3 separate regions of the Podarcis muralis genome follow, and all the other regions are linked to region 1. Evidence: chromatin contacts called from public Hi-C data. All regions are on one chromosome and are shown on one strand. The core of a region is the stretch at or near the end of the contact, and the rest is flanking DNA. Distances in the headings are between cores, read along the strand shown. Region 1 holds the start of CMSS1 (cms1 ribosomal small subunit homolog). Region 2 holds the start of LOC114595870 (cell cycle control protein 50C-like). Region 3 holds the start of TFG (trafficking from ER to golgi regulator).

The links. A called contact is a pair of places that touch in the nucleus more often than the background predicts.
Region 2: a contact with region 1 is called in a Hi-C map of tail, with 5 times the contacts expected there. The contact joins the promoter of LOC114595870 here to the promoter of CMSS1 in region 1. A contact is called at or near these places in 2 of 3 Hi-C or Micro-C datasets (blood and tail).
Region 3: a Hi-C map of tail shows a contact between it and region 1, with 3 times the contacts expected there. The contact joins the promoter of TFG here to the promoter of CMSS1 in region 1. A contact is called at or near these places in 2 of 3 Hi-C or Micro-C datasets (blood and tail).

Annotation. Positions count from the first base shown.
Region 1 is chr4:35,062,446-35,067,536 of rPodMur119.hap1.1, forward strand. It overlaps CMSS1 (cms1 ribosomal small subunit homolog), which reads right to left and starts at 2,261. Exons shown (of 10, transcript XM_028726648.2): 1 at 2,011-2,261. The coding sequence starts at 2,071. TBC1D23 (TBC1 domain family member 23) reads left to right here and starts at 3,119. Exons shown (of 18, transcript XM_077927172.1): 1 at 3,119-3,287. The coding sequence starts at 3,134.
Region 2 is chr4:34,876,273-34,881,363 of rPodMur119.hap1.1, forward strand. It overlaps LOC114595870 (cell cycle control protein 50C-like), which reads right to left and starts at 2,966. Exons shown (of 7, transcript XM_077927175.1): 1 at 1,372-2,966; 2 at 146-256. The coding sequence starts at 1,572. It overlaps CMSS1 (cms1 ribosomal small subunit homolog), which reads right to left. Exons shown (of 10, transcript XM_028726648.2): 10 at 3,108-3,336. The coding sequence ends at 3,253.
Region 3 is chr4:35,196,993-35,202,083 of rPodMur119.hap1.1, forward strand. TFG (trafficking from ER to golgi regulator) reads left to right here and starts at 2,682. Exons shown (of 9, transcript XM_028726663.2): 1 at 2,682-2,842.

The DNA.
Region 1 (5,091 bases), core at 1,011-3,510:
TATGGTAGCAAAAAACACTCAGCACCATCACCAAGCTACAATACTCCAGATATTTTGCAGCAGGGATCAGCAAGGTTTACCTCGCCTGGGCCAGTTCACTCCAGCAGAGATCCTTTTGTGGGCTGGATCGCGCAAGCGTACAATTTCCAGTGTCTGCGTAGACGCAATTTCCAGCGTTGCCACATGCACAGACACTATTTCTGGCGCCACAGAAGCGAGTCCCCGCACTGCGCCAGTTTAGCGCAGCGCATGGGGACTCGCCGAGCAGGTGGCTCGGCTTGGGGGTAGCTCGTAGGCCGGTTAAACGACCCCCATGGGCCGCTTGTGGCCCATGAGCCTAAGGTTGCCGACCCCTGTTTCACAGAATGAAAAGCAGCCGAAGAAGTATAAGACCAATATATATTTATATATGGTTCATAGACTCACCAAACTGTAGAGTTGGAAGGGATCACAAAGGGGCTACAAAACCCCTGGCCATGCAGGAATCTTTTGCCCAACGTGGGGCTCAAACCCACAACCCTGAGATTTCTTTTTGTAATGTATATATCCCTTCTCTGTCTTCATAAGTGAGAACCCTGGTCTTTTGTTATGTCAAGAAGACCCTCTTCAATATATTAGGCATATATTTATGTAAGCAAAGGCCAGAGATGCAGGTGATGGGTATGAATGTTCACCATGCAAACGTTACATATATGCCCAATCACACGTACACATTTTACATACTCATTCTTTCACAGGATTCCTACACATTTCCATCAACCAAGTCTCCAGAATGAAACCCAAGAAAGGGGGCAGCCATAGACCCCTGAGAACTGTACCTTCCACCCCCTTTTATATTTATCCCCCTCATAAGCAGCAGTCCTTAAACCCTTAAAGCTTCAAGGCCTTTTCATAAGGGGATCTGCTTCCAGTTTCACTCCTCCTGAAAGGTCACTTCGGCTTTTCATTCATGCCATCTGTTTCACAGGCCAGTTGGAAGCCAAATTGGTTTCAAAAAGTGCAGTGTGCCCAAGCTCTTTTCCTAAAGGGGCTGAAGGGAGACAAGTCCCTCCTCAGCTCAGCTGAAGAACAAATCCCAGTCAGAAATCTAGCAGGCAGTTTAACACTGTTTATTCATTTGTTTTTAAAATGCATTTTATTGGTTTGGGGCCTAACACCCCACATCTCACCGGGAGGAAAACTCTAGCACAGGAATCCCCAAACTTGGCCCTCCAGATGTTTTGGGGCTATAATTCCCATCATCCCTGACCACTGGGTCCTGTTAGCTAGGGATGATGGGAGTTGTAGTCCAAAACATCTGGAGGGTGAGTTTGGGGGTGCCTGCTCTAGCAAAACAGCAGTGGATTTAAGTTTGATGAGGCCCCTAAGCTACTGAAGGTAATGAGGCCCTTTATATGTCCAGCTGTCCTGTGTCAACAACAAATTGTTGCTGTTTTTTGTGTTGAATATATGCTATATGGTAATTTATGGACCTAATAGGTATCTAAAGCCACTTGCACATAACAAATAGGAGCCTACACAACACTAAACACTGCTGCTGTATGTAGGTTTTATTTTATTTGTTTTTATCTTATATTTTGGAAATGTGCATCCAGTTGTTTTTTCCCTTTAATTTTTTGGGGGGCCCCAAGAGAGTAGGGCCCTAAGCTATAGCTTCTTTAGCTTATGCGTAAATCCGGCACTAGCCCCACATCTCACCAGGAGGAAAACTCTAGCAGTGAAGGGAGCGCAATAAATCAGAGGTTGGGGCTGGAAAGCGAAGATTTGAGTTGCTTTGCCCAAGTGGAGACAAAATGTGTAGAGGAGAGAGATCGAGAAAGGAAAGTCAGAGAGTTGGAAGAGACCCTAGAGGGTCATCTAGCCCAACCCCCTGCAATGCAGGAATCTCAACTGAAACATCCACGACAGGCGGCCAACCAAACTCTAAGGCGGCCAAAAGAAAGTCTGAGGCAAAGCAAGGCTTTTGCTTTTTGACTTCCTCAGTCACCAGCAAACGTCACTGCTCGGTACCTGGACTGCTGCCGCTGCCTTCACGTGGTTCCCACCAGGGCTCGTCTAGGGTGTCCCCCATGCTGCAGGTCCTCCGCAGGCCACGCCGCTCCTACCAAGGGCTGAGAAGGGGGAGGAGCGGAGGAAGCCGCCGGCTGGCCCTGCTCCGACCGAGGACGGCGAGGTCCGCCCCGAGGGGCGGGTGTGGGACGGGGCCTCCGCAGGCGTCCCGAGCAACGAGCGCGGCGCCGCCCTCGGGAAGAGGAGGAGGAGGAGGAGGAAGCCTTACTCCAGCGCCGCGTGGTCGTCGCTCCGCCTCCGCGTGCTTTGCTTGTGAATAAGCGGCTTTAGGATTGCGGGCGTTTGTCCGCTGGGTGCTGGTCCGGGAGCGGTAATACTTGCAAAGGGCTCATAAAAGGGTCCTCTAGAGAGGAGTTCATTGTGGGATCAGTGCTCCTCGCATATTCAAGGGGTTGCTTTTCCCCCCGTAGCGGCCGCGCGACGTCAAAGTGCCACCCCAAGTTTAATTCAGATTTAGCCTTCCTTGGAAAAATCACGTTGGTTTTTCTCTCTCACTCACACCAGCCCTATTGCTGGAGAACCATTTGCAATACAGTATCGCGACAAGCGGTTTACAATGCAAAAGTCAGTCTCCTTTTGAAAGCACCAGTGCCTACCTTTTGGGGGTGCATCCTTCTCACAACATCACTAATAGATGGTGCATTGATTGGATAATCGTGTAATATGACTTTTGCTCTAATTGTGATATCTAGTTGTTGCTTTGCTAGCAGTGCTTTATAGGTTGCAATCGTTTCGCTTACGATGTTAATTATACTACATTATTTATTTTTTATATTATATCATTATATACATTATTTATGCCGGATGTGTGGTGTTCTGTATTATGTTCTATCATACTTGTGTATTGCTTGTAAGCTGCTTTGGGATTCATTTGAATGAAATACAGTGAATAAATAAAATAATGGATACCTCCATAAATATATTTTTTTCCCTTATGGGGAAACAGAAACACTTCTGTCCAGGGACAAAACCAAACACCCGAACGAAAAGCGGGGTGGGGAAAGAGCTTGCAAAGGGGACTCGTAACCTAAAGGCTGTGCGCCAGTTCCTTTATCGTAAGTCTATGCGCGAATGCTTCGCTTTGCGGCAGCCGTGTCGCAAGGAGGAGGGGTTGCGACAGAAAACCTTGGCAATGTCGGCCGCGCTTTACGGCTTCGGTGGTGGGGCACGTCAACAGCTATGGCGGGAGCGGAGGAAGCGCTCCCACCGAGAAGCTGGTGAGTTGGACAATCCATCGGTTAATGGAGTTCTCCGGAGGGGGGCGGGGGTCGCTTTCCCCACCTTCGCCGCCTCTCGTCCCAGAAACTGCCCCGCCCGGAATGCCTGTAGGCTCTGGGCAGCCCCAGCCCGAAGCCCCCTGGCCGGCCGCGGCTGCTGGAGCCGACCGACTCCCAGGTCCCTTCTGCCTCTTCCCTCCGCAAGGGCCGGTGTCTGGAGGGAGCAGGCAGGGCTCTCCGCACCCGCAGCCCCCCATTCCTCTCGGCTTGCCCCTGCTCGCTCCCGATGGAGGAGGAGGACGAGCTGTCAAGTTGGGCTTAAAGCCAAGGCTGGGATCCATCCCCACCCCTTAAACCCAGGCTCCTTCGAAACGAGGCATTTCTCAAGGGGCGGCGGGGGGGATCTGGATCTGGGATCGGGGCTATTATCGCATTATCCGGAACGCCCTTCTTTCAAGCAGCTTCTTGCACACCTTCTCAGCAGCCCTGTGGTTCAGTTTGGGCTGAGAGCTGAGCTGGATCAAGGTCCACCCGGCGAGGTTTACAGCTGAGCACCTTGGACTCTCCTCCCCGACCCCGGTTTGCTACTGTTTATCATGACTGCTGTTCCCCACTAGTAACTGTGGCTGAATGGCGCTCCCTATGCAGAGGCTCCAGTTACTGGATGCTTTGCCTGTGAGCATCTCACACGCTTCTGGCTGGCTGCTGGTGTGACTAGGATAATGCAGTTAGCCGGATCTCCGTCTCATTCAGCATGGCATTTCTTAAGGGTTCACACTAAAGACATGCCTGACTTAATTTTTATTGGGTCTGTATGATCCAGCCCAATGTGTGTGCCTAACGTATTTTCATTTTAGTTACTGTGGTGTCAGTTGTTTTAAAATCTGAATTCATGTTCTTGGCAGTTTTCAACTCAGTTTCAGGAAACTGTCTAAGCGAGTCCATCTTTTCTAACTTTAATTTGGAGTGGACTTTTGTTCAAACTTTTTCTTTCTACAAAACTGCTATGATACTAATATACTTGGATCTTTCCCATATTATCATAGAAGTAACGCCCTCTAAATCCAGCTGAGCCAGTTTCTGAGTAATAATAATTCTAATTATAATAAGTTATTATCTATATGGCACCCATCTGACTAGGTTGCCCCAGCCACTCTGGGCGGCTTCCAACAAATTAAAACATCAGACATTAAAAACTTCCCTTCAGATGCCTTCTAAAAGTCAGATAGTAGTTTATTTCCTTGACATCTGACAGGAGGACATTCCACAGGACTTATACTCTGCAGCATGACTTGTTGCTTGTTTACTTGGATTAGAGCCTTAGAGAATACACACACACACCCCTTGCTGTTGTTATGAATAGAATCTGGTCTCACCTGATTGGATAGTACACATAAAAAAGATCTTTAGTTTTGTCCTTTCACTGAATGATTGTGACTTATATATTTGGTGCATCTTTTACCTGTGCATAAACAGTCTTCGCTTAAATTAATTTGGCGTTAATTACTGTAAGCTACATATACAATGTAGCTTACAGTAATTAACACCAAATTATCTGTTCCTCTAGATTTCCTTAGGTATGGGAAAATTTACCCCATGTCAGGTTCACTATCCACTGGTGTCAGAATATTCAAGTTGGCTAAATTTGGTGCATGATTACTCTCCTTTATGATTTCTAGTGTGTGGCTGTTTCAAGGAGTTTCTATCTAGAAAGTTAATTTTTAGACTTAAATACTGGACCTTTTGTTTTGCTTTATGTCACAAATGGAGAGTCCAGCTTTCTTTATAATGGGATTGCTTCCAA
Region 2 (5,091 bases), core at 1,716-4,215, 190 kb before region 1:
TTTCTTTATTCAATAACCCTGAAATATTTGAGGTTTGGTAGATAACATTTTCCTTTCCCCCTGTATGTTGTTAATTTTAATGCTGCTCTTGTGTTGCTTATTAAAAAAACCCCAACCTATTATTCACTTTTTCACAATCACTTACCTGCATGCTTTCCTGAAGTGTGAAGTTGGTGAAACACAGGCATTCCTTCTCCCAGTTTGATGAGTTTTCACGCAGCTTTGAACAATGTGAGCATATCTCGGAATAATTAATCTGCCAAGAAATGAAAGAAACAGGCCAAGTTATTGTCATCATTGCAAAAGGAGAACAAGATCTCCTAGCTTTAAAGGCTTTACAGTTCGGCCTTTGCAGATTTCCACGAGATGGTCAAATGTGACTGTTTGTCAGGTCAACTAAATGGCCTCACAAGGAGCTTTCAAGTTAAGACAGCAATGACATGCCAAGATGTGTCCTGAATAACCCCTTTGGAACATGCTTCCCCCTAAAGTTCTTCAAAGTCCAAGCATCTTCCACTGGCAAATACTATTTCTATTTAGTTGCAGTCCACTTTTAATGTGTACGCAATCATGTGTTTTTAATTACATCTATTCTGCAAGAGAAGCTTGCCACTTATTGTGGTTAATAGTACTTCTGACTCATTCTTCACCAGAACATCTCAGAGTAGATTACAGCATTTAAAAACACAACAGTTAAACAAACAAACAAACAAACAAACAAACAAACACAACCCTTAAAAGAGTAAAAAACACCCCTGTGGAGAACAGGCCTGGAAGCTTGTCTAACGGCACCCCAGTATTGTATTTGAAATATTTATAACTCACCTTTCCACCAATGGTCTCAAAGGCAGCTGGCCTACAGATACAATTTAAACAAGACCATTCCCAGGTCCATCTGTAGTCTCTTCAGCATCTTCAGAATGCTTAACTGTTAAATAGTCTGGAGGGTCTACCTTTCCCAACTTCTCTAAATAATGGTAGACCTGTTCAGATATTCTATCCATTCATTTACTGAAGCTGCTCACACCAGTGTAATGCTTTTAAGTCTAGCCTCAGATCACTACCTCACTCCCTGGATGTTACAATGCTCACCAATATAGACTACTTACATTATTGATTCCTTTGCTAAAGAAATAAAGAACATAATAGCCAAAGTGGGTATTGACGTCAGGTCTCTGGGCGCCAAGGTCAGTACTTCCACTTTTGGGACTGCACCAAAATGTTTATTTTATGGTGTTAGGATTAATGAGGACATCATATACAAATGTTGTGAAAATTAAACAAAACAAAATAAACACACTGTAAACTTATACACAAATACAGTCTACCAGTATTGTAATGCATGCTTTCTAGCACACAATGAAAACAAACCTTTATTTCTTTGACTCTTGTCGCAGCCAACAGAAGTACAATTCCCATCACAAGGCAGAAGAGGCTAATGATAAAGAAGCTGGGGAGGACGAGCTCTGGGGTGAGCTGGGGCTTCCAGGCGGGGAGCCTCTGTTGTTTATATGCAGTATTATCAGGGCATCTCGATGGACGGTTTGGTGAAACGGTGCTCTTTTCATTCATGTTGATGCCGGACAAGTCTTTGGCTGGCCTTTGTGTCGTACCGTGAGGTATTTTTCATCTGTTGCTATCTACTTAGCATTTTTAAGAACCTTGGTAACTTCCTGGAATTACTTATTAACTTGATCCATTTGATTGGGAATAACGCCCTCCTTGTACTTTATGGTCATAATCACCTTTAGCCAGCCTGTGCCATCCTCCTGCTGGTGTACTTTAACCTGACTTACATCTGCTAGCTTCCTGCACCCGCCACTGCTTCCTTCACAAGGCTGCCACCCTTTTTGCTGTTACTGTTGTTCCACACAGCTTAGGACACAATTTAGTAGGATCATCTGCATTGGTCTATTTGGAAATCCTGCACGTAGGGTGGTACATTACTCCTCAGATTTTCTGTCTGTCAAGTTTATTAGCTGACTTGATTGTGTTTTTGTGATGACCAATGATTTTCAGCGTATAAATTTTACCGACCGACACAACGTAAGGCTTCCCTTTCTCCCCGCCTTCACAGATTCCAAAGCTGCATTGAAACTGAGGTAAAAGGGCAGATTTTGCTAATACCAAGTAGGGTAAGAATCAAGTGATAGACAATGGTTACACCAGGCCTGCATTTTTTCTGGGGCCAATTAAGCATACTACTCACAAGCAGCATCCATTTTGCTTCAAGTTTCCTGGTCTACATATCTGCCATAAGAACAAGTTTGCTACCTGATGCTTTGAATTCACAGTGGCAGATTCCAGGTTACAACGACCTATGGTAATGATATTAGTAACACAGGGGAGTTCCCCTAAAGAAAAACAAGAGGGGTACTTATCCCTATACATTGACAATTTATTATCACTGACACTGATCTTTAAGGATATTTTGGAAATACTTTAGCTATGGTTCTGCCACAGTACATATGAGCCAGTGTGGTGTAGTGATTAAGAGCGGTAGACTCATAATCTGGGGAACCCGGTTCGCGTCTCCACTCCTCCACTTGCAGCTGCTGGGTGACCTTGGGCCAGTCACACTTCTCTGAAGTCTCTCAGCCCCACTCACCTCACAGAGTGTTTGTTGTGGGGGAGAAAGGGAAAGGAGAATGTTAGCTGCTTTCGGACTCCTTAGGGTAGTGATAAAGAGGGATATCAAATCCAAACTCTTCTTCCAGAAAACTGAACTGATTGATATGCAGAGCTGAAGAAGAAAAGCTCAGGAGACATTACTATCATCATTATTAACAGTTATAATTTATATATTTCCTCAAGTGTTTTGTACACATTATCATGCTAATCATTGCAACTGCTCTTTAAAGCAAGCTGGCACTATTATTTCTAAACTGCAGCCTATTAAGCTGAGATAAGTACACCCAAACTGGCCTGGAGGCTCATTCAAGGATTCCTAGTGAGCTTGTTGCTGAAATGAGATTCCCCATGACACAGTCTCTTATCCACTAGCTTATACTTTTGAGTAAATCTTTTGAGTTAACAGTTACTTTATGTGCTGGTGGAAAAATCTGTGTTGACTTTCGATTTCATATCATTATACGTGAACATTTCAGTAGAGGACTCCATACAAAAGCTGGCTTTATTGCAAAAGAATTAAGGGTGACAAAAGGGTTTCTACTATGTGCATTTCAGAATTAAAAAGCAGCCTCAACTTGGGCAGACTGAAGGATAAGTTGAATTCAAGGGCAAACATCATATCTAAAAGAGTCCCACTTTCACAGAGCCCTCTCTGCACAGTTTGATCAGTCCCATTTCCAGAAGTTCAATGGTTTCTTTCCTTATCTGAAGAAAAAAATTAAAAAAAATAGAGGATTAAGGTTACCAAGGCCAGCGCTTCCATGAGGAAGAACTTTGCCTCAGAAGGCAAATCTGCCCATTCCTCCCCACCCCAGCAGTTGTCAGCCCCACTGCAGCTTCACCTGTGCTACCACTGCAGCACCACCACTGTCCTCACCACCAAAGCCACGCCCCCACTGCTGCCACTGCATCATGGTGGCAGTGCAAGTGCAGCTGCAGATTTAGGGTACAGTTGCAGTGGCTGGGCCAGTGGCAATCTGGGCACAATGGCGTTGTCAGGGAGAGGGCCAGGATCTGTGGGGGAGCAGCAGGGCATTTTGCCTACAGTGGCAAAATGTTCTGGGCCACCCTTGAAGGTTACTGCAAGACCCCCATGCAAACATTTATTGTGCTGTCTCTCTCACGAACTCACACACTCCAGCCAGCTGATACCTTATCCTTCTCTTATTTTTAATAATGGCACAACACTCCCCCCATTGAACATGTACTTATGAAACACCTTTGGTTAAGAAACATGCCTGCACACGTGCAGCTTGTCGTGTGCCCATGGCAATTAACAGTTCCTTCTGCGTTAGGAGATTGTCAGAGCCACCACTCAAGTCAGCCTGGGCAACACTGTCTGCATGTGGGAGGCTAAGCAGACTAGTAAAAATTAAAAAATCTTGAGCTTGTCTGCAGGGAAGTGTTAACCTATACCTGTTTGAAAGGTCATTGGGGTAACTGACAGTAAATGATGTTTCAATTACAAGCATTTTGGCTGGAAAGCAAATTCAATAAAACTCATGTTTTATGTATGCATATTAGTCATTTTGCCAGCTGCATCAGCTGCTACTGTAATAATTTCACATTGAAAAATGCCACAAGGGGGCACCTTCTTGCTTCAGTTATGGAAATTCATTGCAATCTCTAGTAGTTGACTTTTCTGAACATTGAGAAAACCAACGGGCTTACTATATTGTGACATTTTCAACAGCTTGGTAAAACAAGGCTTAAGAGTGGAAAGGTCAAACGCAACACACTTAGTGCAAAAGATGCCCTGGCCACATTCACACATAACAATTATCCTTGGGTTAATCAACCATACTGTGCATGGATTGTATGCTAGTGCATTGAACCTGATTGTTTCTGCTTCATTCTTTACTTCACATAAGCAAGTAAAGAAACCAGGAAGGGAAAAGCTGAGTGCTACTTCTAAATCCAAGATTTTGGCTTTTTTAAAAATAATAACAATAATTGAACAGGAATTACAAGTGAACAACATTTAAGGAGGGCTAGCAATCCTGGGTTATTAGGGTCAAATACACCACATCCCCAGATATTCAGACATAGCACAAAGCTTCCCTTTTCCTGGTTTGTTAACCAGCTTGTGGAAAGTGTGATAGAATGGATTCGCTGCACCAGAGGGCATCTCATGCATCCTATGGTTCTTGGTGTATCATTACTGCAAATGCTGCTTCCATGTATTAAAGGGCATTTTCTGACCGAGGATGTAGCTAAGTGCCTGCTGGTTTGATAGCATATACAGAACAGTGTTTGCCATAAATTACAAGGTATAGCAATCAGCACAGTTCACACACATCCCAACCCTAAACATACCCAAGGGATTAATACCAAGTCAAGTATGCATTGGACTGTTTTGGTGTGATATAATCGTACTCTAACCAAGACAATCTTTAATTTTGGTTTCAGCGGTACAGGAGAAAATAGGTATAAATCATGTGATGCTTGTATATACATCTA
Region 3 (5,091 bases), core at 1,432-3,931, 130 kb after region 1:
GTTGTGAGTACCTTACAGTTAAGTCAACCCTGCATGGAATATGGTACTTTAAATATTTTCCACAATATTTACAGGTGGTGTTCCTAAAGCAACTCGGATGCACACTAGAAAAAATTGGAATACCTACTCTTGAACCTCCTAACTTGAATTGCAATGTGACCCTACTTGGCTTCTCTGAAAAGGCCAATATGAAAATCTCATATTGATTGGAAGTACTACTTTACTACTTGGGTACTACTTTAAAAAGGACAGCCATCCTCTGTTTGAAGGGATATCCAGTCCAAGTCTGGGGTAAGAAAAAGACGCAAAAGTGCTCTCTGTTAATGGACTGTTCAAAGTTTGAAACAGGCTTTAGTATATATTGGATGAAATCAGTTTAACCTGCTATGGACTTAAAAATTCCCATTACTGAGGCTGCACTGCCATCTAGTGAATATTAAATAAACAAGCTGTTTAAAAGCTAGGCTTCTCATTTTTACTGCATTTTCTGCCAAATAAGAAGTATTGGGAGAAAAAACGAGGAATAAAATTGCACAGGGCTTTGTACATTCTTTTTTAAAATTTGAGGTGTGCCATTGCTCAAACTCAATCAATGTGTTTTTATATTTAAAAAAACATGTCTGGAAGTGTTCTTAGAACTATGATATGATACATGGGATAATGAATGTAGGAAATATTTGGAATGACTGATGTTGAGTTGAAGAATAATTACAAATTTTTAAAAGGCACTTATTTCATGAAAAACATGCATTTATTTTACATAGGATGTAATATTACTTAACTAAAATGTAATAAATGGTCTTCAGTCTTTGACCTCATATTTTTTCCTCACAAGAACCCTGTGAAGTACGTTAAGCTGAGAGAGAAACTGTCCCAAGCTCACTCTGTGAATTTCATGGTGGAGAGAGGATTTGAACTGTGGTCTCCCAGTTGCCCATCTGACACTAAGCCTCTACATCATACTGGTTCTCTGAATGTCATTCAGTTGTGTGAATGGCCTAGACTCTAGCTCAGGGTCACCAACATTTTTAGATTAGTGGACACATCTAAAAGTTTGAGAGAGTGCTGGGGGAATCAGCATGATATAACACAGAATTAGAGAGACAAGCATCCTCTGATAACCTTCTGGAATATGATCATGCATACACTTTTGAAATCATGTCATGTTTGTTAGAATGGGAATATGTGATTATGAAGAAATATGTAATGTTGATCTTTTTAATTGAAGTGCATTCAAAACTTACACTCACAACTTAATTACTTTTATAGTGACAATCAGTGCAAATGAAGCCCATAAAATCTCTGCTTCTTCCATGGCACCTTTATTTGCTGCTTTTGCAGAGCTTGCAAGTTTATTAGTACCGAATGTCTTATTTCTAGGACTTGCATACAGGCGTGACTATGAATAGCAGTGACCATGCTGAGTTGGTAGGTTGAAGGGTGTGTGGTCAATTTGAGCAAATATTGACACATTGGTGCAATCTCTTTCTTTTCACAATCTGTTTCCTTCGTGTTTCATTGTAGCAACTGAAGGATTATCAATTTTCTGTTACTAATAATGGATAACTAGTGAGTAACTAGTGTTCCTTGTTCAACAAAAGACCTAAGTTCAAGAAGCATAATTAATATTATCTGTGCAGTGTAAAGCCTCATGAACTTTGATATTCCATGCAACGCGAACTTTAGACTGTTTCTTCTTGATGGCCAGGAGCACATATACATCAAGAAAGGCACTCAGGCTATCAGGAATAACATGGAGAATGTAGGCCTTGATCTCCCAAGATCCCTTTCAGCTGTGATTCCATGAATGTGTGTGTGGATATATGTCCAGCTCTGAGGGTCTTCTGGTGGTTGCCTCACTGTGAGAAGTGAGGTTACAGGGAACCAGGCAGAGGGCCTTCTTGGTAGTGGCGCCTGCCCTGTGGAACGCCCTCCCATCAGATTTCAAGGAAATAAACAACTACAGTACCTGGCTTTTAGAAGACATCTGGAGGCAATCCTGTATTGGGAATTTTTTAATGTCGAATGCTTTACAAACCCAGCCAGATAGGTGGCATATAAATATAATAATAACAACACTTTGCTTAACTGGTTAGGTGAATAGGGCATGTGAAGGCCAGTCCTCTGAGGTATCTGTGAGTGATCAGACAAGCCATAGACTGCAGCAGACTGGCTTTCAGGATGGTAGATGAGGAAGTAGATAGATATTCGGGGCTTGATAGGGTGGGGGTGAGTGACCCTCTCTTTGCTTTCCATTGGTTCTATGTTCACAGCTTAGCACAGTAAAGCACATTTGCAATCCTCTACTGTACACTGCTCAGAAGCCCTATTGGGTCCAGTCCTTTACTCTCCTGAGAGCGCACCCCATTGAGATCAATGAACATCGGGCCAGGCACTGCGGAGCAGCCTCAGCCACTGAACACGGCTTGGCCTGGAAGAAGGAGGACCCGTGAATGACGTTTTTGCAAAGACGCTCCTCTGCCCAGAAGAGACGCCAACTGCACGCAACTGACTGCCAGAAACCAACAAGGGAGACTAGAATCAGGCCCATTCATTCCCGCGCATGCGCGTTAACTGGACTCGCGTTGACTTTTTATTTTTTTTAAGGTCAAGAAAAATCTGGGTCGCTCTACGTCTCTGTCCTGTACGTCAGCACGCGTGCGTGCCCCACACCTTCATTTCGCGCCTGCGCGGTACCGGTTTCCTCTGACGAAGCTCTTCGGTACAGCAGTCTCCGCCGTCAGGTTATGGGCGGAGTGCGCATGCGTGGCGGCCCGGCAGCAGCAGCAGCAGCAACCGCCTTGGCCGAGTCTCTTTGCCACGTACGGCAGCGGCGGCAGCAGTGAGTGAGGAGGCGGGGAGCGGGTAGGGAGGGGTACAGGGTCGTGGGGCTGGCGGGCTGGCTGGCGCCGCAGCCTCCATTTCGTGGAAGAAACGGGGCGAGTCGGGTGGGGGAGCCGCTGCCCCGGTTTGAATGGGAGAGGCCGAGCCGCTGCCCACCGGGGAAGGAGCGGGTAGCCGACCGGGGGGGGCCCTTAGGGCGCCTGGATGAGGCCTAGGCCGCGCCCTTCCCCGTCCACTCGAGACAGGGAAGGCCACGCATTGGATCAGCTGTTGCCACATCAACCTCAACCCCCCGCCCATGGGCCTTGAATCCTGGTTCCTGCTCTCCCCTCCTTCCCCACATAATTCATTTTCTAGTTGGTGGGCGCTGCGTTAGCCTACTGCAGCAAACAGCAGTGCCAAAGCAGTGTAGATTTAATTGTGTTGTAACGAGGTTTTGCTCCCCCCCCCCCAAGAAAAAAACCCTTGGAAAAGATGCACTTCCCATTTCTGAGGAAAAAGTTCTTTCCCTGCCTCCCCCGCTTTCAATTTCTCCTTCCCTCTCCGCCCCACCAGGGCTGGAGAGCCTAAAATGGGAAGAGGTTAATTTGGGGTTTCTGATTCTTTGTCACTGAGGAAGGCTCTGCAGAACACACACAGCTCCCTTTATGTAAATGCTTCATCTTCTTTGTACACCTTCGAAGTTTGTTTGTTTGTTTGTTTCTTCCTCAAGCGGCCTCTTCGTACTTGGAGTCTTGGGAGGAGGAAAGTTGTTTATCCAAGGTCACCCCAAGAGGCCGACAGGACAGTTGTCGTTATATCTGGCTTGCTGGACTCTTTAATTCTTCTACGTCTTCTACTATAATTTGTATAATTAGAAGACGTGGAAATGTTCACGGTTCAGAATCTCAAAAGTTCGAGTACTGTTCATTTCGTTCATGCAAAGAAATTGTTATTAGCCCAGCGATGCAGCTTTTAAAAGTGCTCAGAGCTGCTGTCAGTATTTAGTTACTTGACATTCTGAGTCAGCTGGGGCGTGAGCCAGCAACTCTTCCTGTCATTGCTTTTTTGTCTTGTTTACTCCTTCAGAGAAGTTGGGGTGTGATCAGGGCAAGTCATTGGGGTTGAAGAGATCTGTCACGGCTGATATAAGAGTGGTGGAAGGAAATCCTGTTCTTGCAAAACAGTTGCATTCATAAGCACATATACTTGGAGAAATTTATGACGAGACTTTTATTGTGTTTCTCTTACAGAATTAAGCTTTAATACTGTCCCAATTATTAGGTTTTGTTCTAGCAATAGTTGCTTCTACTGTATAGTACTTAAAAATATACCGGTGACCCATTACAATATTCAGCATACAACCAGTCATTTAATATTTGTGCAGTGCAATTGGTACATGTCTATTAGAAGTAAGCTTTGTTGAGTTCAATAGGACATGCTTCTAGATAAGATGATATAGGATTGAAACCTTAAATAGATATAGAGACACAACTGAGTTGCCTGCTTCTAAAGAAAATTTCTGCCATTGAAATTTCATAAACTGATACATAGCCAGCACTAGAAGCTCAGTTACTAAGATAGTTGGCAATCTCTTGTGATTACAAAGTTAATGATCCTTAAAGGAATTACTTTTCTCAAATATCCTCTACGCTAATTTAATCTACTGCAACTAAAGTGCCAGTTTTTATTGCACCTTTAACAGCTAACAGGTTTACTTAATTTAAACTTTCATGAATTGGAGCCCACTTTTATCAGATGCATCTGAAATGGTATTTGTATTTAGGGATCTAAATACCAAAGGGTATTTAGGGAGTCATCTGCCAGGGATTCTTTAGCTGTGATTCCTGCATTGAAGGGAGTTGGAGTAGATGACCCCTTGGATCCTTTCCAACTACAGTAGTGCCTTGCAAGACGAAAAGAATCCGTTCCGCGATTCTCTTCGTCTATCGGTTTTTTCGTCTTGCGAAGCAACCCTATTAGCGGCTAAGCGGATTAGCGTTATTAGCGGTTTAGCGGCTTAGCGGCTATTAAAGGATTAGCGGCTAAGCTGCTAAAAGGCTATTAGCGGCTTAGAAAAAGGGGGGGGGGAAGCGAGAGAAAAAACGCAAGACTAGCAAGACGTTTCGTCTTGCGAAGCAAGCCCATAGGGAAAATCGTCTTGCGAAGCAACTCAGAAACAGAAAACCCTTTCGTCTAGCGGGTTTTCCGTCTTGTGAGGCATTCGTCTTGCGGGGCACCACTGTACAATTTTATGGTGTTATGAAA